4 separate regions of the Mus musculus genome follow, and regions 1, 3 and 4 are each linked to region 2. A link is a contact called in public HiChIP or PLAC-seq and promoter capture Hi-C data. All regions are on one chromosome and are shown on one strand. The core of a region is the stretch at or near the end of the contact, and the rest is flanking DNA. Distances in the headings are between cores, read along the strand shown. Region 1 overlaps Vwa3b (von Willebrand factor A domain containing 3B). Region 2 holds the start of Cnga3 (cyclic nucleotide gated channel alpha 3). Region 3 has its middle 33 kb from the start of Vwa3b. Region 4 overlaps Vwa3b (von Willebrand factor A domain containing 3B).

Region 1 (6,048 bases), core at 2,754-5,253, 170 kb before region 2:
TTTCATGTTAAGAGAGATTTAGAAACTTAACTTTTCTTCAATCTACTGGCAGGTCAAAAACGAGAATATGAATAACTGTGTTATTTGTGTATATGTGTGTGTGTTGAAGCTGGAAGTCTCGTTTTAGTTTGGATGTTGAGATTAAAGGCCACACTTTTGCTGTCTTTGCCAGACTGAGTTTGTGACACACGCTGACCTCTCCCATGAGTTTAAACCCTTTAATCAGAACAACAGGTGGTTACCGTTCTAGAATTTCATGTAGAGTTTTATGATTGATTATTTATGGATTCCTGGCACCACAGGAATGTGGGTTTCAGTGCTGACTTCTCAGCCACATAGGGGTTGAGCCTCCTTGACGGGAAACATCTGGATGAGCGGGTGGAGGGAAGTGCACCTAATTGAGTTTTTCTCAACCAAATAATGCACTTTTATCTAAATAGGGGACACCTTTGTGGGTGGGGTTGACAGAGACAAGTTACTGAAGGCACCAGGTTTTGATGCACACAAAGCCTTTGCTTTCTTGGATTGTTTACTGTAGCATATGTGCCACTCAGTCAGACCCCTCTATCCAAAGAGGCCCCACCAAGGGACACACGTCCGAGCCAGCAATCCCTGTGGCATCAGACGGAGCATTAGCAACAGTCAAGCCAATTTGGTTGACACTGTAAACACACTAGATTCGGATGGTTCCTCTTTTTTGAGGCAAGGGTGCCCTTCAGTCATTTCTAAAATAAACAGTTTAAACAAATGTTCTCAGGATTTTAAAACACAATTGGCTGAACCAAAACAGTACTATTTTTGACCCAGGAAGGATAGCTGAAATGACAATGAAAACAATATTACTAAGAATAAATTTTAAAATAGTGAATTGCTACCAACCTGTAAGCTGTAATACTGTAGGTTATTATAAATTCGCTATTGTGACCAAGCCCGCTCAGTCAGTCAACAGGTTCTCCAGCCCCGGAGTGAGGATTAAAAAGAAAAAAGACAGACAACATTGTAGCATGATCCCAGTCAATTCTGAGACTGAAGGCAAATTTAATTTTTCCAATCTGCTTTTTATACCATTTTAATTACATGCAAGTATTAAGGGCAAGCAGTACAATTAGGAACTAACAAGGCAGTGGGCAAAGTCCCGTGATTACTCCTGCGACAGTTGTTTGAAAGGGCTTGTCATAATGACCAAAATACTTGAGCCCACTTCCTTGTCCAAGCCCAAAATCTTGCCTGAAGCCTACTTCTTTTGTTGCACCCTGAGATTAAAATTCCTGCCTTACCCTACTTCCCTATTACAGCCTAAAGTTAGATTCTTGCAGAAACTTCCTTATCATTCCCTAATGCCATATTCCTGCCTGCGCTTACGTCCCTGTCATGGCCAGTGCCAGATTCCTGCCTGAAGCCCACTTCCTTGTCCTTGGCCAATGTCAGACTCCTGCCAAGCAGCACCCCAAAAGGCCCTCCACACTATTGATAGGAGAGAGTTTAATAATTCTGTTAAGAGCTGGGTGTGGTGGCGCACGCCTTTAATCCCAGCACTGGGGAGGCAGAGGCAGGAGGATTTCTGAGTTCGAGGCCAGCCTGGTCTACAAAGGGAGTTCCAGGACAGCCAGGGCTATACAGAGAAACCCTGTCTCGAAAAACCAAATAATAATAATAATAATAATAATAATAATAATAATAATAATAATAATAATTCTTTTAATGAAAATAGTTTCTCCTAGTATTTGTTCATGGATGCTTACACAGTCCTGTGTGGATGTGTGTGTGCACATGTGTGGTGGCTAGAGATGTCTTCCTCAATCACTCTCCACTTTATTTTTTTCCCTCTTTGAGAATGTCTTTCACGGAACCCGGAGCTCTCTGGTTGGTTAGACTGGATGGCCAGCAGGCCCTGGACATGCTCCTGTCTCTAGCTCCCCACATTTGGGATTTCAGTTATGCTGATGAGGTTGCCTTCTTTATGTGGGTACCAGAGATCCAAACTTGGGTCCTCAGGTTTGGACAGCAGGCATTTTACTAACTCACCCTCTTCTCGCCCCCTTCTCTTTTTTTTAGTGATTGGCTCCTTTATTCATTAGGGGATTGGTTCCAAGAAGTCACCTGAGTAGTGGCTCACTCCTTGTCTGAAACCCCTCCCAGGAGAATGGAATTAGCATCAAACTACAAACAGCACCAGACCCATCCACAACCCTTCCCCCTTTCAGTTCTAATAAAAAACAAAACCTTCCTCTCAAATATAAATAGTACACAACTGTTATCATTTTGTAATTTGTAAAGTATAAGACAGACCTAACACCCAGTCCATTATTTAAGTCATGAAGATGGAACGTTGTCATCTACCCTAAGTTATAGACTTATGATTCTATCCTGACTGATGGCCTGGCTTTAGATTGTGTGCCGTCTGAAAACCATTCTCTCAAGCCTGCTCTCTCACAGTAAATGGCCTGGGTTGGCTATGAGACTGTTAGTGGTTTTTCAACCCCATCAGAAATCTGAGAATGACCAACATTACCTAAAAATACATAGGAAGCCTAACACAGCTTCCAGAACTGAGACAAATTGTAGAGACAGCGGCCTACCCATACAGCCCCAGTAAGTCAGGAAGATGGAGCAGGTCTTCAGCCTTCTGGCCCAGGAGCATCTGACAGACCTTAGAGAAACAGGAATATTAAGGACTAGCCTATTCTCAGCAGAACTAAGCTGTCCTAACCTGTAAACTGTGTCCTTTCAGGAACAGTACAGGTCTGCAGGAGAGATTGGTAATTTTCTGCCCAGTGGCCACCTAGCCACAAATGTACAGCCTCACCTGGAGGTGCGATGCTCAGTTGCTTTTTTGAATCCACAAATGGGAAGCTGTTAGGAGTAGATTTGTCTCAACAAGTGAATGAGTAACATTAAATTCAAATTCCGTGGATTTCTGATGTTTTTGAGAACCAACTATCTATGTAAAGTAATCTGGACTCTTCTCCGTTAACTACTCTCAGCTGTTTCTCTTCTTTTTTTTTTCTTCAGATTTATTTATTTATTATATGTGAGTACACTGTAGCTGTCTTCAGACACACCAGAAGAGGGCACCAGATCTTGTTATAGATGGTTGTGAGCCACCATGTGGTTGCTGGGAATTGAACTCAGGACCTTCAGAAGAGCAGTCAGTGCTCTTAACCACTGAGCCATCTCACCAGCCCCTACTCTCAGCTATTTCTAATTAAAATCTCTGAAAACACCCAAATGATAAACTCAGAGCCATGAATTTGCTATTTGGCCTTTAACTCACAGGCTTAATAATCTCAGATCAGTTTATAATAACAGTAATAGAAGGACTGGGTCTAAGCCCTGTACTTTAAAATTTTTAGTATCAATAGAAGTAATTTATACCAATGAAACCTTGATTTTGCATCAAAATAATTTCTGTACCAAAATAAGAAACTATGACTTCAACTTAGTAACAATGAAAAAGATTTCTACTGTTGTGCCCTGAATCCATAGGAAACCCAGATGAGTCGAAAAATTTTGAAGTCCATTGCAACTCGAAAAAGAATCTTCTATTGTTTCAAGTTTGAACTCAGTTTGTCCACCTAGCACTCACTGTGTGAATGCTGGCAAGCAACCCTGAATCCAGGAAACATTGGGTTTGTATACAATATAGTTAGGAATAGAGTGAATATTCACAGAAAAGGGGAGTAGAGGGTGGAATAGTACTGAAGTGGGAGGGGGTTTAAAGGGTGTCTGTTCAAGGACTAATTTTATAGCCAGTCCCAGTCGTAACTATCTGTGATCTGACCTCTGATACCTTTTTTTTTTCTTCCACGGTTTCCCTTAAGCTAGTTATTTCTCTAAGGTCTCAAGGACAGGCACCTGGAGTTTTGCTGCTTATCAGCAGGAGTGTTGGTTTTTTGTTTTTTTTGTTTTTTTTTTTTTTTGAGACAAGGCGTGGGGTGTGTGTGTTGGATTTTATGGGTAGAGCCATTCTAATGCTAAGGGAGGGGAAGGGAGCCCCTGGCTGCTGCAGGAGGACGCAGCACAGAAACCAGCTGTCTGCATATTGTGCTTGCTGCGATGGGAGGGAGGATGGGAGCCTCTGTCTGGCAATGCAGAGGCAAACTGTACACAACACTGAAGTCTCTCTAGCATCAGTAATTCAGTGGTTACAACACTACCAAGTGAGATTATGGCTATGCATCAATTCTAGCTATTCTTTCTTGTTCTAATTATGACCATTTCCATATTCCCTAGAAAGACAACCTATAATAACTCCCTCTAGCCCCAGAGTCCAGGGAACTGGGTCGGTGACTATTTCTTCAAGCTGAATATGGCCATTGAGATATTTTGAAGGGGGGGGGAGGGGGTAGGGAAAATAGAAGAGTTGGTTGGCCTTAAGAAGGCCACACTAATGATTGATTTAGTCTCTGATGTCTGTGTCCTGCACAATCCTGTGTGGATGCACACGGGTGTGCTTGCATCTGAAAGTCTAAGACACCCGAAGTTCAAGCAGAGACTCAACAAGGCAGTATATTCTGTAATATACAAATCTCAAAACAAAATCTTAGTATCATCAAGATAATGTTTTCGTTTGATTTTGTGGAATCTATTTCTTCAGGGGGTCTTCTTCTATCAAATTTGATCCATATTACTCTGGAAGGTGTATAGACACTAATCACCTTTTCTAAAATTGCAAAGACAAAACCTTTCTCCCAAATCAGCATACCCTTGAGCCAGTAACCAGACTTTTTTTTTTTTTTGACCTCTCTCCCAGAGGAATAACATAACCACAAAACTTAACATCACACCCATTTTGAAAGTTAAAACAATCTAAAACACATGAAGTAAACTAAAATACTGTATATGCCTATTCTTAGGCCTTTTATATTTTGCCAGGCAGGATAATAACTAAGAATTCCTGTGGAGCCCACATTAGACAGAATTTGAGTATCCTGTTAAGATGTATTAGAGCAATGTATCCTTATATCGTCTATCTGTTCAGCTCTCTGCCTGGAGCCACAGACATTTATTTTATTAATACCCGTTCACTGCCCTATCTACTTCAAGTCAGTGACTAATTTTTCCCTATCCTAGTTCCAAAGTAGGAGAAATTCCCCACGTTATTCAGACAGAATCTGTATATAAATAAAATCTGTATATAAATAAATCTAAAAGCAAATAATCCCAATTTTATAAATTCACAGTTCAATCAATCTCTGCCCCAAGAAGTAGGCAACTTCCATTCTACAGCTCTCTGACTCAGAGCCTGCCAGCAGTTTCTTTCAATTCCTGCCCTTGAGTCCACGTGACTTGTCTCATGTGACTCACCTCAGTGCTACTCAGCTACTCAAAAACAAAAAACAAAACAAACAAACAAACAAAAAAACCAAAACAAAACAAAAAAACAAAACCTAATACTTAGGCTAATAATCTTAAATTTCTAGTGGATTCTTGCCAAACATGTTGGTTCATCACCTGTTGCAGTAAATATTTAAAAAAAAAAAAATGAACTGGCATGTTCCTGTGCTTGTGGGGGCAACTCTCTGCCCCCATGGCCTGGTCCGCCATGCACTGGCAGGCAATGGCCCGACCTGATTTTATCTCGCAGAGACTCTGACTCAGAACTCCAAAATCTCTCCACCCAGCTCTCTAGGTTCCCACTGGTGGGTTGCTACCACACCAACCCCATGCTTCAAATCCCTCACGGCCTTTGTGGTGCACCTCAGGCAAACCTATCCATGCTTTGCCACCATAACTTTCTCTCTTGAACCCGGACAAACCACGGCATGAAGGAAAACACAACATAAACTTAGTTCAGAAACGATGGTAACTCAATCGTTGGGCACAGCAACTAAAATTCTAATCTTGTAAAACCTTATTAAATCTAAATCCTCTGGAGGCGAATCCTGATGGATCGACCACTGAAACCAGGAGACACTCGTAGCTACATCTTGTCCTCATGCTATCCCTGTCAAAAAGAACCTAACTCTCTCCTGCTTCCTCTCTTCCTCCATCCAATCCGGAAGTCTCTCGGCCCCTCTCTTAATGCTTTTAAAGCACTAGTCAACA
Region 2 (6,174 bases), core at 3,151-5,650:
AATTGCTAGCCAACCAATCCGGTCAAAAAGTGAGCCCCAGATTCAATGAGACGCTTTGCCTCAAAAATAAAGTGGACAGAGATAGAGAACACACCTGGCAATAACCCCTGGCCTCCATACATGCAAACAGGCATGGGCACCTGTGCACACACATGCATACATGCGAGCAGAATATGCATTTATTACACAATGAAACCGAATAAATATGAATGAAATTAAAGGAAGTAAATGAAATAATGGATAAAATGAAAGCCACACAAGGTATTTCTGAATCCTACTAACCTAATATTTGCTATTGATAACAACAAATCTCAGAAGATGATGCAGGCCATTATGCTTACCCTAAATTTCAAAAACTAAGAATCAACAGGATGTCCCCCTGAATCACACATGTGCTTCCTTATGATCCCATCCAAGCCCTCTGGGCATGGCTATGGCCCATCCTGTCACTAACATCTAACTCACAGCTGAATAGAACCGGTCATGCCAGGGATCCTCTTTCTAACTTCCCTCTGCTCCTGGTGGCTCAGTGCTACATTGTGCCCTCACAGACCCTTCTCTGACTCCCTGGCATGGCCTGCCTGAGGCTTAAGCCTGCTCAGGGCTCACCTGGTCCCTGTGTTCCCCTTCCAATCTCACTGCCCTGTCAGAAGAAGAAAGCCACACTTTCTCCATTGTTCCCTTTTCACAGTGATCTGTTTTGACACTCAACTTGGGAGTTTCTGAAGATCTCCTTCCTGGGTCTCTTGGTGCCATAGGGCAGTTGGGATATCCCATTAACTCCCCTGGGATGGCTTGGCACTAACTGCATCCTACATGTGCACAGAAGATAGACAATTTCTAAACGATCATTCCTCCCTCACATTGTCATTCCTTAGGCAATGCCACAGGTACCCAAATGACACAACACTTGAATAGGTCTTGAGCCAAACCTGGACCTTTTGTGTCCTGGGACTTTGCTACTAGATGCCGCTGCAGTCAAATACACAGAAACACCCCCTCGGTCTTTGTCTAATCATTGCCTGCCCCAGGTTATCTGTTCCTTTTTTTTCCCCCAGTAGAGTAAGTTCTTCAGAAATAACTAGTGCCACACACATTGATACCTAAGGGCCAACTACATGCCCAGACCTGCACCAACTGTTCTGTCTCCCTCTATTAGAGGCAGTTAACCTCTCCATTTCCTTGAGATTTCCAAAAGGTCTTATTTTCTGTACCTCTCCTAGAGGCTTAGAAGTGGTGTGCACTTCAGAAACCAGCAGACAAGGGGACTTTCATGTTGCAGATGATACCCAATAGTCATATCGTGGTAACCACTGCACTTTCCTAACTGGGGCTTTAAAATTCGTTTAGAGCTCTAAAACATCTCCAGACAACAGAAGACACCCATCTGCTTCCTGCCTTCCCCGAGGATGAGCCAGTGAAGAACAGCTTCAATTTGTAGCTTAAATCACCGGTATTAGGAAAAAATGAATCATTTCCTGATAAACCAGTTGCACAAGATGCATGAGAAATTCTCCAGTATGTGGACACTAAGCCTCCTGATGAAGTCAAGTCTGACAAATGTATGTTTTCTCGTGTATTGGATTAATTTCAAGTTCCTTCTTAGAACATAGACAGTAAAACAAGCAGTCTCTACCCCACCCACGTTCATGGCTTAGACTTGAAATGTTTTCCATTTGGTTGATTAGGGTTTTGTTTGTTTGTTTGTTTCTTGCCTTGGGCCTGTTTTGTTTGTCCTTGTCATTTTGTCTTCTGGACTTGTGAGCCACTGTGACTAAGGCACAGGCTGCCCATCCTCTGATGTCAACGGGCGTGTGCTGCCACAACTGGCTCCAGCTCTGTTTATTCCTTTACATTTCTGCTCATTCTTTATCTGAATCTCTTGAATCTAAACAAGCCTGAGGTTTCTTCAGATAATTTTTTTTTCTAGGCTTTGTTTCCCATTTTTATGATGAGTGTCCAGGGACACGCATGTATGCATACTTATATATTTTTCCTAATTCTTATTTTTCAAGTGAGGGCTATGGGCTTCAACTTGTCCTATGAGTATGGTGCAAATGAAGATGATCTGCTACATGGAAAGGCAATTTTGATGGGTATTTCTAGGAAATTTCATAGAAGCTCCTTGGAGAAGTTCTAGTGGGCTGGTTGCTGTAGAATCTGCTTTTAGGCTTTTTTTTTTTTCTCCTTTGTGGTATTGGTCATGAGAGCCTGGAACTCAAGACACTACCCTGTTCTTGTCAGACGAAAAGGCTCAGTGTGTCCCTGGGACCTGCTCCAGGGGTTCAGAGCCAGAGATGGCAACTATCAGTGATGGAGAGGTGGGAGTCAACCTATCCTCCTCCTCCTCCTTCCTTCATCTTTCTCCTTCCTCCTTTCCCTCCTCCTCCCCCTTCATCTTCCTCCTCTTCCTCCTTCCTCCTTTCCCTCCTCCTCCCTTCATCTTCCTCCTCTTCCTCCTTTCCCTCCTCCTCCTCTCTTCATCTTCCTCCTCTTCCTCCTTCCTACTTTCCCTCCTCCTCCCTTCTTCCTCCTCCTCTTCTTCCTCTTCCTTCTCCCCTTCCTCTCCTTCCTCCCCTTTTTTCTCCTCCCACTCTCTCTTCCTCTGCCTCTTTCCAGCTGGAGATTGAAGCAAGGTCTCACATATGCTAGGCAAATATTCTGCCCCATAGGTCACCATTCTTAGCAACATTGTCCTGCTCACCTGTACCTCTGTGCATAAATCTAGTTTCTGGAACTGCACAGCCTTATTGAAAAAAAATAACCAAAAAACTCTTATCTCCAAGGAGAGCTTAAGTCCCTCTGAATTCAATACAGAATAGGGACTGCTAGCTGGTTGGTGGGTTTTAAATTTTGGTTCTGTGAGTCTAGAGCAGTGGTTCCCTACCTTCTTAATGCTGCAACACTTTAATACAGTTCCTCATGTTGTGGTGACCACCAACTATAACATCATTTTCATTGCTACTAACTATAACTTTGCTACCATTACGAATAGTAATGTAAATACCTGATGTGAAGGAGATCTGATGTAACCCCTGTGAAAGGGTCATTGAGAGCCACTGGTCTAGAATATAGTGAGGTAGAAGAAACTAAAAACTGCAAGAATATGCATCCCAAGAGAAACTTGCTTCTAAAAGCACCATTAAGAGTGTAGATTGTATAATTGTACATTGTAGATGACTGTAGCACACACACACACACCTTAAACTTCAAGCCTCCCGATCTTTACTGTCCTCACTTAGTGTGGGCTACTGGAAGTTGTCTGTGGTGGCCACTTGAGATCAGAAGAAAAGTCCAAAGTTGACAGCTGGACTATTACTTTATTGCTTCCTGCTTCCTGCCTCCTCTTCCTCCTCCCCGTCTTCCTCCTCCTTCCCCTCCTCTGAATACAAGCAAGTGTGGCTTCTGCCTTTCTCCAGACTTCCTTTGAATTCCAGGCATCTCAGTTGACTCTCTCAGTCAAAGGAAGCAACAGAGTTACTCCGCCTGCTGGACCCAGAAGACCATGCCGGAGACAGGGAGCTGAAGAGCAGGAGAAAGAAGTCCGGGCTGTTGCCCAGAACAGAGAGAGAGAGAGAGAGAGGAAGGAGTCGCTCTCCCAGATCCAGGCGCACCAAGAAGCCCAAACTTTGACAGGGTAAGGACTCAAGGGGGGTGGGGGTGGGGGTTGAGCTGGAAGTTGCTGGGCCACTACACTAAACAGAGATTCTGGGCTGGATCCGGGCTCCAGGTCCAAGCTGGTCCTGGTGAGTGGCGGGGCGCTGTCCGCAGCCCACGGTGCTGAAACAGGTCCCTTCCTGCCTGTCTCTGCAGACATAGGGGACACCCTCCAGTGTGCTTGGAACAAGAACAAGCGTACTCGGTGCTCCCCATAAGCATCCCCTTTCTGCAACTCACTGAGCTAAGCCCGCTAAGCCGTCGAGTAACCAAACAGAAAGAGCTGGGCTGACTTTACCGCCACAGGACCGGGTCCAGCCATACGTTCTCCAGCCATCCTGTACTCAGAGGCAGCATCTTCACTGCCATTAAATCAGGAAGGAGCTCAAAGTCCATCTCGTCCCTCTGGCTCACCGGATTAGTGTCTCCCAGCGCCAAAACCGCGCTGGGACACTCGGGTCAAAGATTTGGAAGGCGTCACCCTGAGGCAGCATGCAGGGGATGTGAGCTGCTCTTCCAAACCCTACTCAGCCTAGAAAGACAAAGAGTCAGGTGGACTGAGGAAGGAGTGAGGAGTTTATTTAAGAAGAAAGAATCTTTTTTTTTTTTTTTAATGAAAAATTTATACCGGACTTAGCCACAGGGCCAGAAGGCTTAGTGGCTAGGGTTGGTGGCCCCTGATCCCTTAAAATCCGCTTATCTGATAAAGTGTCTGGCTCAGTCTTCAGAATTTCCTCAATAACTATGCACTCCCTCTTGTCTTCCACCCCCTTCTCCACACCCAATCCACCCTTGACCACCTCAGGCTGCCAATCTACTGGCTACTCTGGGCTGGGACTGTGGAGCTAGGAAGTGGGAAAAGCTGATCCAGGTTTTGTTTTGTTTTGTTTTGTTTTGTTTTGTTTTGTTTTGTTTTGTTTTTCTCATCATCTCCCTCTCTGATGCTGTTGGGACTTTGATCTTCAGAAGCAAGCGTCTTCCTAGGCACGGCTTGCCTCCTTCAAGAAGGAGACTTAAGCAGAGCGGTGTGGAGTCTGCAGCCTTCGATAAGCAGGCATTGGTGAAACAGCCTCACAGGTGAGACCCGTTTGCTCAGGGCTCTCCCTGTAGCTCTACCCTGAGTAACCTCTCTCCAGAAGCTGGACTGTTCCTTATGAGCGATCATCACTAATTCTTATTCTGATCTGAGACTGGGGTCTGCTTCACCATTCCCAATCCCTCAAAGCTTTAGAAAGTGCCTGCCACCTGGGTTCAAACACCATCCCATAGCAGGGAGCCCAGCTCTGTGCCAACATTCTCTGTGGGTCATCATCTTCTACCCCATACAGCATCACTCATTAAAACAAGCAGCGATGTAGTTGTCCGGCCATGGCACTCACCCAGTGCAGTGTGCTTTGGTGCCCACACCTCCCGAAGTGAGAATCCATGGGAAAGGGAGCCTGGCAAAATTTGGACCCAGAGCGGGAGGTGCATGTCATGACCAAACCAAACTTCTATGCTAAAATTCTGGCTGTAGGAAATTTAGTCATATCATGCAGAGCATAGTAGAGATTTCAGCTGAGGTCTGAGGGATCCTCTGGTGTCAGTGGAGATGAATGTGAAATTTGTTCTGATTCTTTTTCCTCCTCAACTTCTTTTTCACTCCCGAGGGGGTCCTCTGTGGTCCTTGATGCCAGAAATGGTTGCTCTCTAACGGCTGTCTGTATGGCACAAGATCTCAGTCACTTTCCTTGGGGTTTTGGCCAGGACTTTGTGTGCCTCTTGCCTCTGATGCACCTGATTTTATGCCTTTTCTGTTCTCATTCACTGTCAGCTGCAGGATGTGCTTCTGGTTAAGAATGGGGTTGCTATGGTGACCAGCCTCAGGTTGCCATGGTACCCAGAGGTAAACAGTTGGAAGCTGCGCAGGCTCTTCTCTAGTTCTGGAAGCTCTCTCTGGCTGCCAGCTTCCTACAGGAGTTGAAAGATAACAATAACCAGGCCCCAGAGCCTTGCTCTGACACCCCCTCCCATCCCCAGTATACTGCCACGTGAACACTCACTACCCCTCCACCCCCACCCCCTACTGAAGATTGAGATGGGTCTTTTTCTCTATGCCACCCCCCCCATTACACACCCTGGGGCTTCACTCTGGCCTCTCTTATTTCATACTGATGATTCCTTAGTGCGAAACAAAGTTCAGTGGGAGAAACAGAATTAAATTAATTAAGCAGGCACAGTCTCTACCCTGGGGAACTTCTCTGAGCGGTGGGAGAGAGGAAGCTTATAGCACCTGTGAGTGGCCTGCTTTCTAGACTGAAGTAGACACAGCAGCAGCCCTGAAGCTAAATAGATGTTGAGGATTGTTCCTGTCAGAGGGTCTCTCGGGGAAGGTCACCTTGAGAGTAACTGCAAGTTGAAGTTGAGGAAAAGCAAAAGGATTCTCTTAGGGGGAGGCACCTGCAAAGCAGAAGTGGGCGGCTGGTCAGGAGGTGGGAGGTTAACCTGGGGCTCATGCAGCATTGATGCTATGATATA
Region 3 (6,003 bases), core at 2,588-5,087, 220 kb before region 2:
TGAGAAGTCTGGTGTAATTCTGATAGGTCTGCCTTTATATGTTACTTGGCCTTTTCCCTTACTGCTTTTAAAATTCTTTCTTTGTTTAGTGCAGTTGGTGTCTTGATTATTCTGTGACTGGAGGAATTTCTTTTCTGGTCAAGTCTATTTGGAGTTCTGTAGGCTTCCTGTATGTTCATGGGCAGCTCTTTCTTTAGGTTAGGGAAGTTTTCTTCTATAATTTTGTTGAAGATATTTACTGGCCCTTGAAGTTGGGAAGTTGGGAATTTTCACTCTCGTCTATACCTATTATCTTTAGGTTTGGTCTTCTCGTTGTATCCTGGATTTCCTGGATGTTTTGGGTTAGGAGCTTTTTGCTTTTTGCATTTTCTTTCACTGTTGTGTCAATGTTTTCTATGGTATCTTCTGCACCTGAGATTCTCTGTTCTAGTTCTTTTATTCTGTTGGAGATGCTTGCATCTATGACTCCTTATCTCTTTCCTAGGTTTTTTAACTCCAGTGTTGTCTCCCTTTGTTGTTTTATTGTTTCTAGTTCCATTTTTAGATCCTGGATGGTTTTGTTCCTTTTCTTCTCCTGTTTGATTGTTTTCCTCTTTAAGGGATTTTTGTGTTTCCTCTTTAAGGGCTTCTAGCTATTTACCTGTGTTCTCTTGTATTTCTTTAAGGGAGTTATTTATGTCCTTCTTAATGTCCTCTATCATCATCATGAGAAGTGATTTTTTTAGATCTGAATCTTGCTTTTCTGGTATGATGGTGTATCCAGGACTTGCTATGGTGGGAGAGTTGGGTTTTGATGATGCCAAGTAACCTTGGTTTCTGTTGCTTATGGTTTTTGTTTTGGTTTTGGTTTTTTGTTTTTTTTTTTTGATAGGGTTTCTCTGTGTAGCCCTGGCTGTCCTGGAACTCACTCTGTAGACCAGGCTGACCTTGAACTCAGAAATCCACCTGCCTCTGCCTCCCAAATGCTGGGATTGAAGGCATGCACCACCATGCCCGGCTCTGTTGCTTATGTTCTTAAGCTTGCCTCCTGCCATCCGGCTATCTCTAGTGCTACCTGCGCTGGCCATGTCTGACTGGAGCCTGTCCTTCCTGTGACCCTGGTTGTGTCAGAACTCCTCTGAGTCAAGCTGTCTCTGTGATCCTGTGATTCTAGGATTCTGCGATTCTGAGATTCTGGGCATGTCAGAGCTCCTGGGAGTCAAGCTGCCTCTGAGACCTTGAGATCCTGGTGTGACCAAGCTCCTGGGATCCTGTGACCCTCTGATCCTGGATGTTGGAGCACCTGGGATTAGAGCTGCCTCTGGGTATTTTGTGGTTGGCTGCAGAGTTTACACCCAAGGTCTGCTCAGGGCATGGGCCCAGACAGACCGGAAGGAACCCATGCTGGCGGAATTCCTGCATGCCTGGGTGTCACCGGTCCTAGTTACTCCCAGTGTTGGGGACAGATGTTATGTCCTCCTCACCTCTGATCCTCTCATTTTTTTAGAATTTGACGAATAATCTTTATAAAGTTTTCTGATTTCCTCCCACACCCCTGCTCCCTTCAAATCCATGATCTTTTTATTCTATAATTACACATATGCATATATGTATATAACTCATACCTACTGAGTCCAATTAGTATTATTTGTACACATGTGTGTTTAGAGTTACCACTAAAATTACTTGATTTCAACTTCATGCCTTTCTGGTTTTGTTGTTGTTGTTGTTTTTTGTGGTGGTGGTGGTGGTGGTGGTGGTGGTGTGTGTGTACATGTATGCGGAGGTCAGAGGTTGAGGTTGGGAGTCTTTTTACGTGCTCTCCACTGAACGTACTAAGGAGGTTTCTCATTTGAATCCAGAGCTTCCTGGCTGGACAGGAAGTCCCTGTGTCTGCCTCCTGAGTGCACTGGATTACAGGCAGGCTGCTATGACAACCTGGTGTTCCTGTAGGTGGTGAGGGTCTGAACTCAACTCAGGCTTGTCTGACGAATGCTTTACTCATTATTTACATATATACATGCATGTGCACACACATGCACATATACATATTCATGTACACACATATATACATACATACATGTATGCATGCATACACATACACACAACATACATATACATATATACATGTACACTCATACACATATACACACATACATGTACACACATATACACACATACATGTACACATATATACACACATACATACAGGTACACACATACACACATACGTACATGTACACACATATACACACATACAGACACACACACGCTTAAAGACTAATCTGCTTTGAAAACGGAACATATACCATCGTTCAACAAGTTCTCTACTTTAAACATTTTTGTTTTCATGCATTTCTTTCCCTCCAACCTAAGCTTACCTTTTCCTCTTTCTTGTCCTTTCAATTTAATGAGGATACTAAATTCAAAGTGAAATTATTAATAATTCATTCGTACTGATGTAAGCTTATTCTGCACAACCAGCTTGGATCCCTTTCTAAACCCATTATTAAGAAAAGTTTCCAGCCAGAAGCCTCATACTGACGGAGGAGAGCTGTCTCCTAATTTGGGAAACTTGTTCTTGAAATAGCGCTGGCTTCCTTTCGTGGGACTAGCTGCCACGGATACATGTTTGTTTGTTATTTCATTCTAGAGAGGGTTATAGGAAGGATCTCAAAAGAACCTTTTGCAGAGTACAAGAAGGCATGCACAAAAAGGTAGATTTATGTGAAATTTCAGTCTAAGTCACAACTCGTGTGCACTGACAGAAAGCAGGTCAGTTGTGGTTTGGGGCCACGATTAGGGTGAGGGCTGTCTGCAAGGGGAGAAGGGGACTTTTTAGGGTGATGGAAATGTTCTCTGTCGTGACAGTGGTTACACAGCAGGCTATACTTGTGAAAAGCATCAGGCTGTATACTTAATTATATGTAAATTATACTTGAGTAAAATTGATTTACAAGCAAGAATGTAATTTGGAGCCAACATCCGGATGGGCCAGGATTCCCATAGGAGTTGAAATAAATTTCTTGTTTTTTACTTAAAGATATCTTACTTAGATATCATAAATGCATCTATTTGCTTTATGCCCAAGGGACATCTCCAACCCTTTGTCCTTCAGCAGTCAGTCCCCCGTGAGTTAAATAAGGACTTTAAATAGCCTGAGCTAGCTCCTTTGCTAGCCCTCATTTGCAAGAACATACTAGGTACTGTAACTTGGTTTTCTTTGGGTGCAGTGGTATTCACAGCCCCACGGGCCCCTCTCCCGGGTAGACTTTCTATTCCTGTTTTTAACTCCATGTAGCCAAGGCCATGTTCACTGTATTCCTGCATGGATGGTATCCAAGCTTCGCATAGATGGTCATATAGGCGCCTGTGGCCGTCTTCAGGTACATCTGCTGCTCTCTGGTACATCCCGAAGCTCAGCCAGACAGGTCGTGGGGAGGCCCCTCTGCCCTGGCCCTGGCCAACCTGTGTTCTTATACTCTCAGGTTGCTGCTAGAGAGGCCTCAAGTCCATAGATTTTGCTCCTGTCAGTTGCCTGGATGTGGGCCCAGGAGGAGCCTATCCTGCCAGTCAGCTGTTGCTGGGAACCGTGACAAGACCAGAGCTGAGGCTTCCTGTAACAACACACAAAAGCAGAGAGAACAAGCAGATGTGGAGCAAACATTAGCCCCACCATGGGCAGGAAATAAGGCTGACATGAGCCCCCAAATAAGGGGTGAACTGAAGCTCTACTTGTCGGGTCTCAAAGGTGGAGGACTGACAAGGAAGTGGAGGACTGCAGGAGTCTGAACTCCCATTCTTTTTGTTTGCTCTAGAGACAGCTTCCCTGTGTAGCTCAGGCTGGCCTTGGAGTCTCCGTCCAGCTACCCCTGCCCCCACTGCTGGAGCTACCCCTGCCCCCACTGCTGGCTGAGGTTACAGTCCTGCTGGCTCCTTCATGCTTTTTGTTAGAACACAAACATAAGGCCAGAACTCACAATGTGCCCTCGCTTTAGTGTCCCTTCTTGGGTTTCTGATGAACAACAACAAAAACCATAATTGATTACCCATGGATATAACAGCCTAAGACTGTGTGAGGAGTCTTCCACTGCAGCCAGCGATTTTAAGAACTCTTTAAAGGGGGTCTTAGCCTGAGTGCCCAGTTCTGATTGAGCCTTGGAACTGAAGTGGCTTTGAGGCAATGTGATGGGCTCCACTTTTTTTTTTTTTTCCAAGACAGGATTTCTCTGTGTATTCCTGGCTGTCCTGGAACTCACTCTGTAGACCAGGCTGGCCTCAGACTCAGAAATCCGACTGCCTCTGCCTCCCAAGTACTGGGATTAAAGGTGTGCGCCACCACTGCCCGACTTTGGTGCCACTTTTGATATTAAAGATAAGGTGTTAATATTTTACACCACTGAGGCTAGGTTTAATCAGCCAATTCTCTTGTAGGCTCTGTGGCTCATGAACATTTCTTTGGTCTATGAATAGTATGTATTTGGGTCAAGGCAAGAGTAAAATGTGAGTCTTTGTGATTATAAAGGAAGGAAAAGAACCCTGGCTCGGGCAGAGGGCAGTAGTAGCCACTGACGAAGGGATGGGTGAGCATGGGTCACACAGGCAGCCAAGACGAGGCAGCAGGAAGTGGTCTACCTGAGAGCCAAAGCACCAAGCCCTTGCAGCATGGTATTTTGTTGTTGTTTTTTTTAAGATGTATTTATGTATTATATGTAAGTACACTGTCGCTGTCTTCAGATACCCCAGAAGAGGGCTTCAGAGCTCATTACAGATGGTTGCGAGCCACCATGAGGTTGCTGAGATTTGAATTCAGGACCTTCGGAAGAGCAGTCAGTGCTCTTAATGGCTGGGCCATCTCTCCAGGCTGCAGCATGTTTTATTGTTCCATCAGACTCTACTTAAAGAGATTTTAATATTATATCATATATATTTGTATATAACATAATATTATATAATATACCACATATATGTATTGTTTTAAAATATAATTTATTATATTTATTATTATAGATAATATAAACATATTATTTTATGTATTATTATAATTCAATATTAATTTAGTAATTATAAATCTCATATTATATTTCTTAATAAACATTCTTAAATTTATAATTTAAGTGAAGAAACACAAGTGAAGGAGCCTTAAGTCCAGGCACCAGCCCCTGAAGAGCATGTTACCCTATGTGCAAGAACTTCTAGGGGTGGGAGTGAGCAAGGGCTTCAAGGCTCAGGAAGAAGCTGCCTTGTTGGTGGCTTTCTGACATATCTATGAAACTTACTTTTTTCTCATGCCTAAATGTACCCATTTATGGGATGGGCATGTCAGCAGCTGCCTTGCAGACATGCCATGTGAGCACCAAACAGAAAGAAGCAAACCCCAAGGGCACCACATTTGGGCTGCTCAAGTTATGCAAAATCACATGGTAGGTGTGATAACCCACACCTGTCATCCAAAGGGTGTTACGTCATGTCTAGATGAGTGACAGTACCAACCACAGCATAAAGGCTAGGAAAAGGGCTGTGTTGCCTCTACCAAGTTCTTACCCTCTCAATACAGGCATATTGTTTCATTCCCATTTGGGTGAATCTGAGGAAGGGGAATGCTGAGATACAAAGGAGCGATTATGCATTTAAATTAATATTTTATAAATACTGAGAATTATTCATCAGACAAACAGAAGTTCTGAAAGGTGGAGGAGGAGGAGATGACAGACTACGGACTTTAGGACTTGAAGAATGACATTGTGGTGAGTTCCATATATACATGGAATATATATATGCACATATGGAAGGTATGCATATACATGTTTACATATACTTATATCATAATACACATATATAACATATACACACATATATATACATACATATACTCATACACACATATATAAATACATACACACATGGAATGTATGCATTACATGTTTACATATATTTATATCATACACATACATATATATGCACATATAATACATACATACATACACACATATATACACTTATACTCTCATATATACATGTATG
Region 4 (6,246 bases), core at 2,558-5,057, 140 kb before region 2:
TTAATTAGACTCTGAGTCTCGTGGCCCATCACTCAGGCCTGGCACCATGCCTCTCTGTTTCCATTCTCCAGTTTAATTTAGAAGTGCCGGGTGGTGCCTTTCGGTAGCTGTTTCTGTCGGCAGCAAGAGGCTCTCTCAGAATTACCTTTTCTCTGCCTGAAATTGAGCTTAATTCAGTGAATGTGGCCGAACAGTCCTTCTGAGCTGTTGCCACGTGATGGTTTAACAGGCGGAGGTCTGTATGACCTCCCCTCCCCCCCAGACTCCACCCCTCTTGCCTGATTGGCACCTTGAATTTCTTGTCATCGCTTAAGGCGGGCCCCTGGTTAGTAAGGATTTATTAAGCATCTGCTGTAGGATTTAAAATCTCACTGGGGTGAAGCTGAAGAAATCAAAAGAAATGGACAACAAGACTCTGAACCCAGGGGCACCAGACTCTCCGAGCGTCCATGTCTGCTTCTGCTCTGATTTATGTTGCTCCTTTCTCCATTCCCCCAAGAGTCAAAGTAACATAAGAACTCCCCACCCCTACCTCCCTCTCATCCACCGTTAGTTCACACCTTTGAAGATCTCATGGACGCTCAGGCTTTGCACCCTCACAAAGAGTGAGCCCCTATGGTTAGGGACACCCCACCCCTACTCCCGTATTCCTGTCTCCATCTTAGGCTCCAGCCCTGGACTCCTTGTTTAGTTCGAGGTTCTTAGCTGCAGTGTGGCCTGTTCACCTGATACCAGACAGGGGTAAGATCAGTTCTGGGCTTAGCTCAGCCATTGCAATCAACCTCTGATCTAACCGAGTAGGTCCAAGCATCCTGTAGGCATAGCTTAACAACACACAAGATGTGGAGAAATTCATCAAAAGTCTTAAAATTTAAACCGAGTTGCCTGGGGAAAGAGAGCTAGTGTGAATTCTGATTATATTTGAATAAGCTTGCTATGATTTCAAAGCTGAGAGAGGCCTCTAGATATGTAAAAGTTGAGAGCTTTGCTGGGCTCCAGGATATTCAGGGATAGAAAAAGGGAATTCTCAAAAAGTCTATTTTAAAACAGTCTATTTGGAGGTATTAGCCAATTATCAAGGGTGCTTTAGTTATAAAAAAAATCGATAAACAAAATTCCATCCTTAAGGCTATCATAGTTATCTTAGCCAGTTTGCTATTGCTATAGTGGAATACCTGAGGCTGGGTACTTTTAAAAACTAGTGAAGACAGCAATAACAGCAGTGACAAATCCAGAAGAGCTACTTAGCTCACACCTTTGAAGATTGAAAGCTCAGACAGGGTGAGCCTGACTCGAGGGAAGGCCCCTTCACTACATCTCATCATGGCAGGAATACGTTTACTCTTCCTGTTTTCCATGCGCTCAGGTCTCCGCCGTCAGCTCACCAGTACCGCCAGAGAGCCCGGGGAACATGATTATCAGCAAGGGGTGTTCCTCCCCAGAATAGGAATGGTTAATTCAGGTTTACTAAATGTCTTAGTTCGGGTTTTACTGCTGTGAACAGACACCATGACCAAGGCAAGTCTTGTAAGGACAATATTTAATTAGGGCTGGCTTACAGGTTCAGAGGTTCAGTCCAATATCAAGGTGAGAGCATGGCAGCGTCCAGGCAGACATGAGAGTTCCACCTCTTGTCCTGAAGGCAGCTAGGAGAAGACTGGCTTGCAGGTAGCTAGGATGAGGGTCTTAAAACCCACACCCACAGTGACACACCTACAAGGCCACACCTCTCAACAGTGCCATTCCCTGGATCATCAAAGTAAGTGAATGGGGGACAGTGAGAAGACATCCCCTTTGCATTTTACAGTGTTCTGTTTACAAGAAGAGTAGGGGACCAGTAGACAGTCACACACCTCACTTAGAACCCAAACTGCCCATCCTGTATATGTAGAATTCCTCCTGAGAGAAGAGAAATGCCCATTATGAAACAGACACACTCCCTGCCCTCAAGAAAGTGTAGATTCTCTCCCAAAATGTTGGGATGACTCTCTGTTTGTTTTAAATTAGCTAATGCGTGATTTCTATAGCGTGAGACTGAATGAAGCTGCACAGTGCCTCAGTTATTAGGGCCTCAAATCCAGATCCAGCCAGCACTATATTTTAACATGCATCACACCACTAAGAATGCTTTCATTAAAGTTAGACTACTGATTATTACCACTTTCTACCCTATATGGATACAATGTGGCCCCTTTTTATCAGACCTAAACAGTAACTTTAGGTCTCTGAGAGATTTTCTTTCTCTCTCTCTCTCTCTCTCTTTCTTTCTTTCTTTGTAAACTATTTTATTGATTCTTTGAGAATTTCATCCAGTGTGTTTTAAACATGTTCACCCCAGCTTCTCCCAGGTCCACCTCCACCTCACCAATGCTACAATTTTGTATCACCTTAAAAAAAAAGGTGATACAAGTCCAATTTGTGTGGCCTGTATAGAGTCAATCACAGGAGTTCAACCGATCTACCAGCAGCCACACCTTTGAACTGCAAACTGAATCTCCCTACCCTAGAGGCCATCACCTGTCCTTAGTACTTCAGTAAGGGGTGGGGTTTTATACGCCCCTCCCCCTTCAGGATGGGATACCAGCTTGATTGCTTGATCGCTCCATGTACCAGTGATTGGCGTGCATGCTCTCTTCAGCAATAGGGCTTTGCCATCAAGTTCTAATGGGCAATGAAGAGCAACAGCAAGCTCCTGTATTATGTTCAGGGGTTTCTGGCCAACAACTAGAGGGAGGTAATCCATACCCAGCACTGAGCTTTTTATGTTGCAACCTATAGCTTTTGGGAGGAGCAAAATCTTCTTTGTAGAGTAATTCCAATTAAATTCTTCTATATGGAATGAGTGTGTGTGTGTGTCTTGTAATTCAGTAAGTCTCCAATGTGGTTTTTCCTAACATCCTTGGTGTTCATTTTCCTTCCCCCAATCCACTCCTCTGCCCCCCCTCCCATCCCACCCACTGGAACCCCCTCTCATTATTCCCCCTTGGTCTCTTGGAAACTTTATACTTTTATCACAGTTTATAATTTTAAAAGTGTATTAGTTTCTGAAAAGAAAACTATTTGCTCACCTTTCCTGGTGTATAGAACACCTTTTCATGGTTATAATGAGGTCTTTTTTCACATCTTCATGGCCAAACAAGAGTTTAGGGTTCAAGCCACAGTAAACTTGCCACTCTGCTGGGCCAGACCTTCATTTAGGAGCCCTGAGGATGGAAAAGGCCACATAGGGACTGGGCTGGGGTTTGAGGGTGACCAGGAGTGCTTTAGTTTACCAGCATCTTCCCGGGATGCATTAAGTGTCCCTTAGACTGTGCCATGCTTGCCTGCTCTCTTTGTTTTCCCCTTCCTGACCTGACACATAGCTTTTTACATACTCGGGACAAGCCTGACTGTAATAGTGTAATACCTGGAATAAGACACAAAGTGATTTGTTTAGGGACTGCCATGGGTAACATCTGAATTCCCCAGAGCATAGCCATTTGCTTAAACAGTCCCTGCCTTACTTACACTTGAGAGAGTTTCTTGCAGAAATGGTAGCAGGCACATTCAGCTGTAGGCAAATCGAGGAGATAGAAAATAGCAGATGGTGTCCTTGTAACTGGCCAAATAAAAGAAAGGAAGGATTAGATTTAGTAACAACCTCGGGTCCTGTGCTGAGTGATAGGCGGGTACAGGGCAAGCAGATACATTGTTTTAATACTCTAGACATTCATAAACCCTCTGCCAGAGGCAGCCTATACAGCCAGAGCAGCAGCTGCGACTGCGCAGTGAACACAGGCACCGGGAGGTCAGGCTAGAGAGATGAGGAGTGAGCAGCTGCCTCCTAAATATAAGCCTCTTGTTTGGGAGGGATTGCCTTAAATTAGACCGGACTAGAGACGTGTGTTACAATAACGGCACCGCCACTGGCTCATGCTCCTTCTTGTTCCTTGGAACTGAGGCTGAAGTGACAGCCAGGAATATGCTCCAACAGTCAGTGGTGTAACAGGTGCAGATCTGAGTCTAGAGGACAGAAACTGTGGTTTCCAGGTTCTTGTTTCTGTTTACAATACAGTGCATAAAGACACATGGGTAGTTAAAGGAAAGGAGATAGTTTATTATTAAAACCTGGAGGTGCGCCATGCCTCCCCTTGGGACCTGGTTCCAAAAAAGTCATAAAGAGAGAGGAGGGGCGGGGTAAGACCTACAGTGATCTTTCATGACTCATTAACATAGTACAAACTCTGGATTTGCCACAGCCTGGGCTTTTCCCAGCATGCCCCTGCCTGAGCGAGGCTGAGATAGATTGAGGTCTACCATTGCCACCTTTTGTCTGCTCATTTCTAGGGTTTCTTCCTCCACCATTTTTCATTCACCTGCCTCAGCAGAGCACTGAGTCTGTCCTAGCAACAGACAGACAGAGATGTATTCGTTCCTTTTCTCTCTGCTGTGATCAAAGAGTTGACAAATGCAATTTAAAGGAGAAAGGGTCTACTGAGGTTCACAGTTGGAGGGTACAGCCCATCGTGGTGGGGGTAAGGCGTGGCAGCCTAAGTGTGAGGCCGGGGGTCACGTTGGATCCATGGTCAGGAAGCAGAGAGCAAGGGTTGCTGGTGTTCATCTCCATTTCTTTTTATGTAATCTGGGACCCCAACCCATGGAATGGTGGTGCCCACATTTTAGGGGGGGTAGTCTTCCCAACTAATACAGAACTTCCTTGCACACACACACCCAGAGGTTTGCCTACTAGGTCATACTAGACCCTGTTGATGGCCGTTAATGACAATTATTGACATTAATGACAATGTGTCTTAGTCAGGGTTTCTATCCCTGCACAAACATCATGACCAAGAAGCGAGTTGGGGAGGTAAGGGTTTATTCGGCTTACACTTCCATACTGCTGTTTATCACCAAGGAAGTCAGGACTGGAACTCAAGCAGGTCAGGAAGCAGGAGCTGATGCAGAGGCCATGAAGGGATGTTCCTTACTGGCTTGCTTCCCCTGGCTTGCTCAGCCTGCTCTCTTATAGAACCAAGACTACCAGCTCAGAGATGGTCCCACCCACAAGGGGCCTTTCCCCCTTGATCACTAATTGAGAAAATGCCTTGCAGCTGGATCTCATGGAGGCATTTCCTCAACTGAAGGCCCTTTCTCTGTGATAACTCCAGCTGTGTCAAGTTGACACACAAAACCAGCCAGTACACAATGGTAACCATCATGGCAGTGGGTGTGGCTAGTGTATTTAATGGGCATGAAGGTGTGGGCGATGTGGGAAGCTGTTTTCTGGGTAGCTGATCAAAGCTTGGTGGTGGGCTGAGGGGTGTGGTTTGGAAGAAGGGTGGGCTAACCAAGTGTGGGCAAAGGAAGCCCAGGTATCCTGACAGGGAGCACAGGGGCCCCAGAGGGCTGGCAGAATGATGTTGTGAGTTGGGTCATAGGGCAGAGTATTGTAGGGACATTAATGAAGAACCTTGAGTTCTGGGCTCAGGAAGGCTCACCTGTTTATCACTATAGTCTCTCTCTCTTTCCCTCCCTCTCTCTCTCTCTCTCTTTCCCTCCCTCCCTCTCTCTCTCTTTCCCTCCCCCCCCCTCTCTCTCCTCTCTCATTTTCTTTCTTTCTTTTTTTTTTTTTTTTTTTTTTTTTTTTGGTTTTTTGAGACAGGGTTTCCCTGTGTAGCCCTGGCTGTCCTGGAAATAACTCTGTACACCAGGCTGGCCTTGAACTCATAGAGATACTTCCACCTGCCTCTGCCTCCCAAGTGCTGGGGTTAAAGGCATGTGCCATCATACCTGACTTATCGCTATATTCTTATGCCACCCACTTAGCACAATCAACACACAGTAGGTTGCCACAACTTTGCTAAAGTCAACTTGACTGTGACAACTGGTCTCATCCTAGAGGTGAGACATAAAAGATTTGACTGAGTGATGATGCTGGGCAGCAGCATCCCACTGCCACACCCACTGCCACACCTACTGCTACACCAGAACTTTCTGTCCTGGCTCTCCTTTCACTTAGAAGTCAGTACCAGATGCTCATAAATCACAACACTTCAAATGATACTGTTCCTACATGAGGCTAGCATTTTAACCTGAGCCTCCAGATTTCAACCCAGAGGTCAGAGGGCCGTACAAGCCTGGGGCTGTTTGGTTGGAGGCATCTTGCTTATGTCTAAAAGATTGCTCATCTTGTTTCTGTCTGAGACTGGTCTTGGCTGGCTGAGTCTGGAGAGGTCAGGACCCCTAACACTTCATGCAGATTCATCT

Evidence for each region. Promoter capture Hi-C pulls out the DNA fragments that hold promoters and counts their contacts. HiChIP or PLAC-seq counts read pairs in DNA pulled down with a chosen protein or histone mark.
Region 1: an H3K27ac HiChIP or PLAC-seq map of embryonic stem cells shows a contact between it and region 2, with 6 read pairs. The contact joins the enhancer-like site here to the promoter of Cnga3 in region 2. A contact is called at or near these places in 9 of 39 promoter capture datasets (the 3T3-L1 cell line, cranial neural crest, hematopoietic stem and progenitor cells and 5 more), 4 of 484 Hi-C or Micro-C datasets (CD4 T cells, Th2 cells, cardiomyocytes and 1 more), 1 of 115 datasets of contacts at active chromatin or transcription factors (embryonic stem cells) and 3 of 9 other capture datasets (adipose tissue, liver and pancreatic islet).
Region 3: a promoter capture Hi-C map of embryonic stem cells shows a contact between it and region 2, with 2.6 times the contacts expected there. The contact joins the enhancer-like site here to the promoter of Cnga3 in region 2. A contact is called at or near these places in 18 of 39 promoter capture datasets (the 3T3-L1 cell line, 3T3-L1-derived adipocytes, the HPC-7 cell line and 13 more), 3 of 115 datasets of contacts at active chromatin or transcription factors (embryonic basal ganglia and embryonic stem cells) and 2 of 9 other capture datasets (liver and pancreatic islet).
Region 4: a contact with region 2 is called in a promoter capture Hi-C map of Sertoli cells, with 3 times the contacts expected there. The contact joins the enhancer-like site here to the promoter of Cnga3 in region 2. A contact is called at or near these places in 9 of 39 promoter capture datasets (the HPC-7 cell line, HPC-7-derived erythroid cells, the SN4741 cell line and 5 more), 1 of 484 Hi-C or Micro-C datasets (embryonic fibroblasts), 1 of 115 datasets of contacts at active chromatin or transcription factors (embryonic stem cells) and 4 of 9 other capture datasets (adipose tissue, liver, macrophages and 1 more).

The regions. Positions count from the first base shown.
Region 1 is chr1:37,045,393-37,051,440 of GRCm38.p6, forward strand. All of the region lies in intron 4 of Vwa3b (von Willebrand factor A domain containing 3B), which reads left to right. It overlaps Gm39626 (a long non-coding RNA gene), which reads right to left and starts at 959. Exons shown (of 3, transcript XR_865352.2): 1 at 880-959. Within about 2 kb of position 4,004, at least 6 of the 459 cell types and tissues checked have an H3K27ac peak or open chromatin away from gene starts, as enhancers often do. A contact at or near this core is called in embryonic stem cells, where this site is marked.
Region 2 is chr1:37,214,805-37,220,978 of GRCm38.p6, forward strand. It overlaps Cnga3 (cyclic nucleotide gated channel alpha 3), which reads left to right and starts at 4,401. Exons shown (of 6, transcript NM_009918.2): 1 at 4,401-4,734.
Region 3 is chr1:36,993,179-36,999,181 of GRCm38.p6, forward strand. No RefSeq gene overlaps it. Among named protein-coding and RNA genes, the nearest start is that of Vwa3b, 33 kb to the right of the region's middle. Within about 2 kb of position 3,838, at least 43 of the 459 cell types and tissues checked have an H3K27ac peak or open chromatin away from gene starts, as enhancers often do. A contact at or near this core is called in 3T3-L1-derived adipocytes, embryonic stem cells and neural stem cells, where this site is marked.
Region 4 is chr1:37,078,089-37,084,334 of GRCm38.p6, forward strand. The region is part of intron 7 of Vwa3b (von Willebrand factor A domain containing 3B); the gene reads left to right. Among named protein-coding and RNA genes, the nearest start is that of Gm39626, 35 kb to the left of the region's middle. Within about 2 kb of position 3,808, at least 38 of the 459 cell types and tissues checked have an H3K27ac peak or open chromatin away from gene starts, as enhancers often do. A contact at or near this core is called in Sertoli cells, where this site is marked.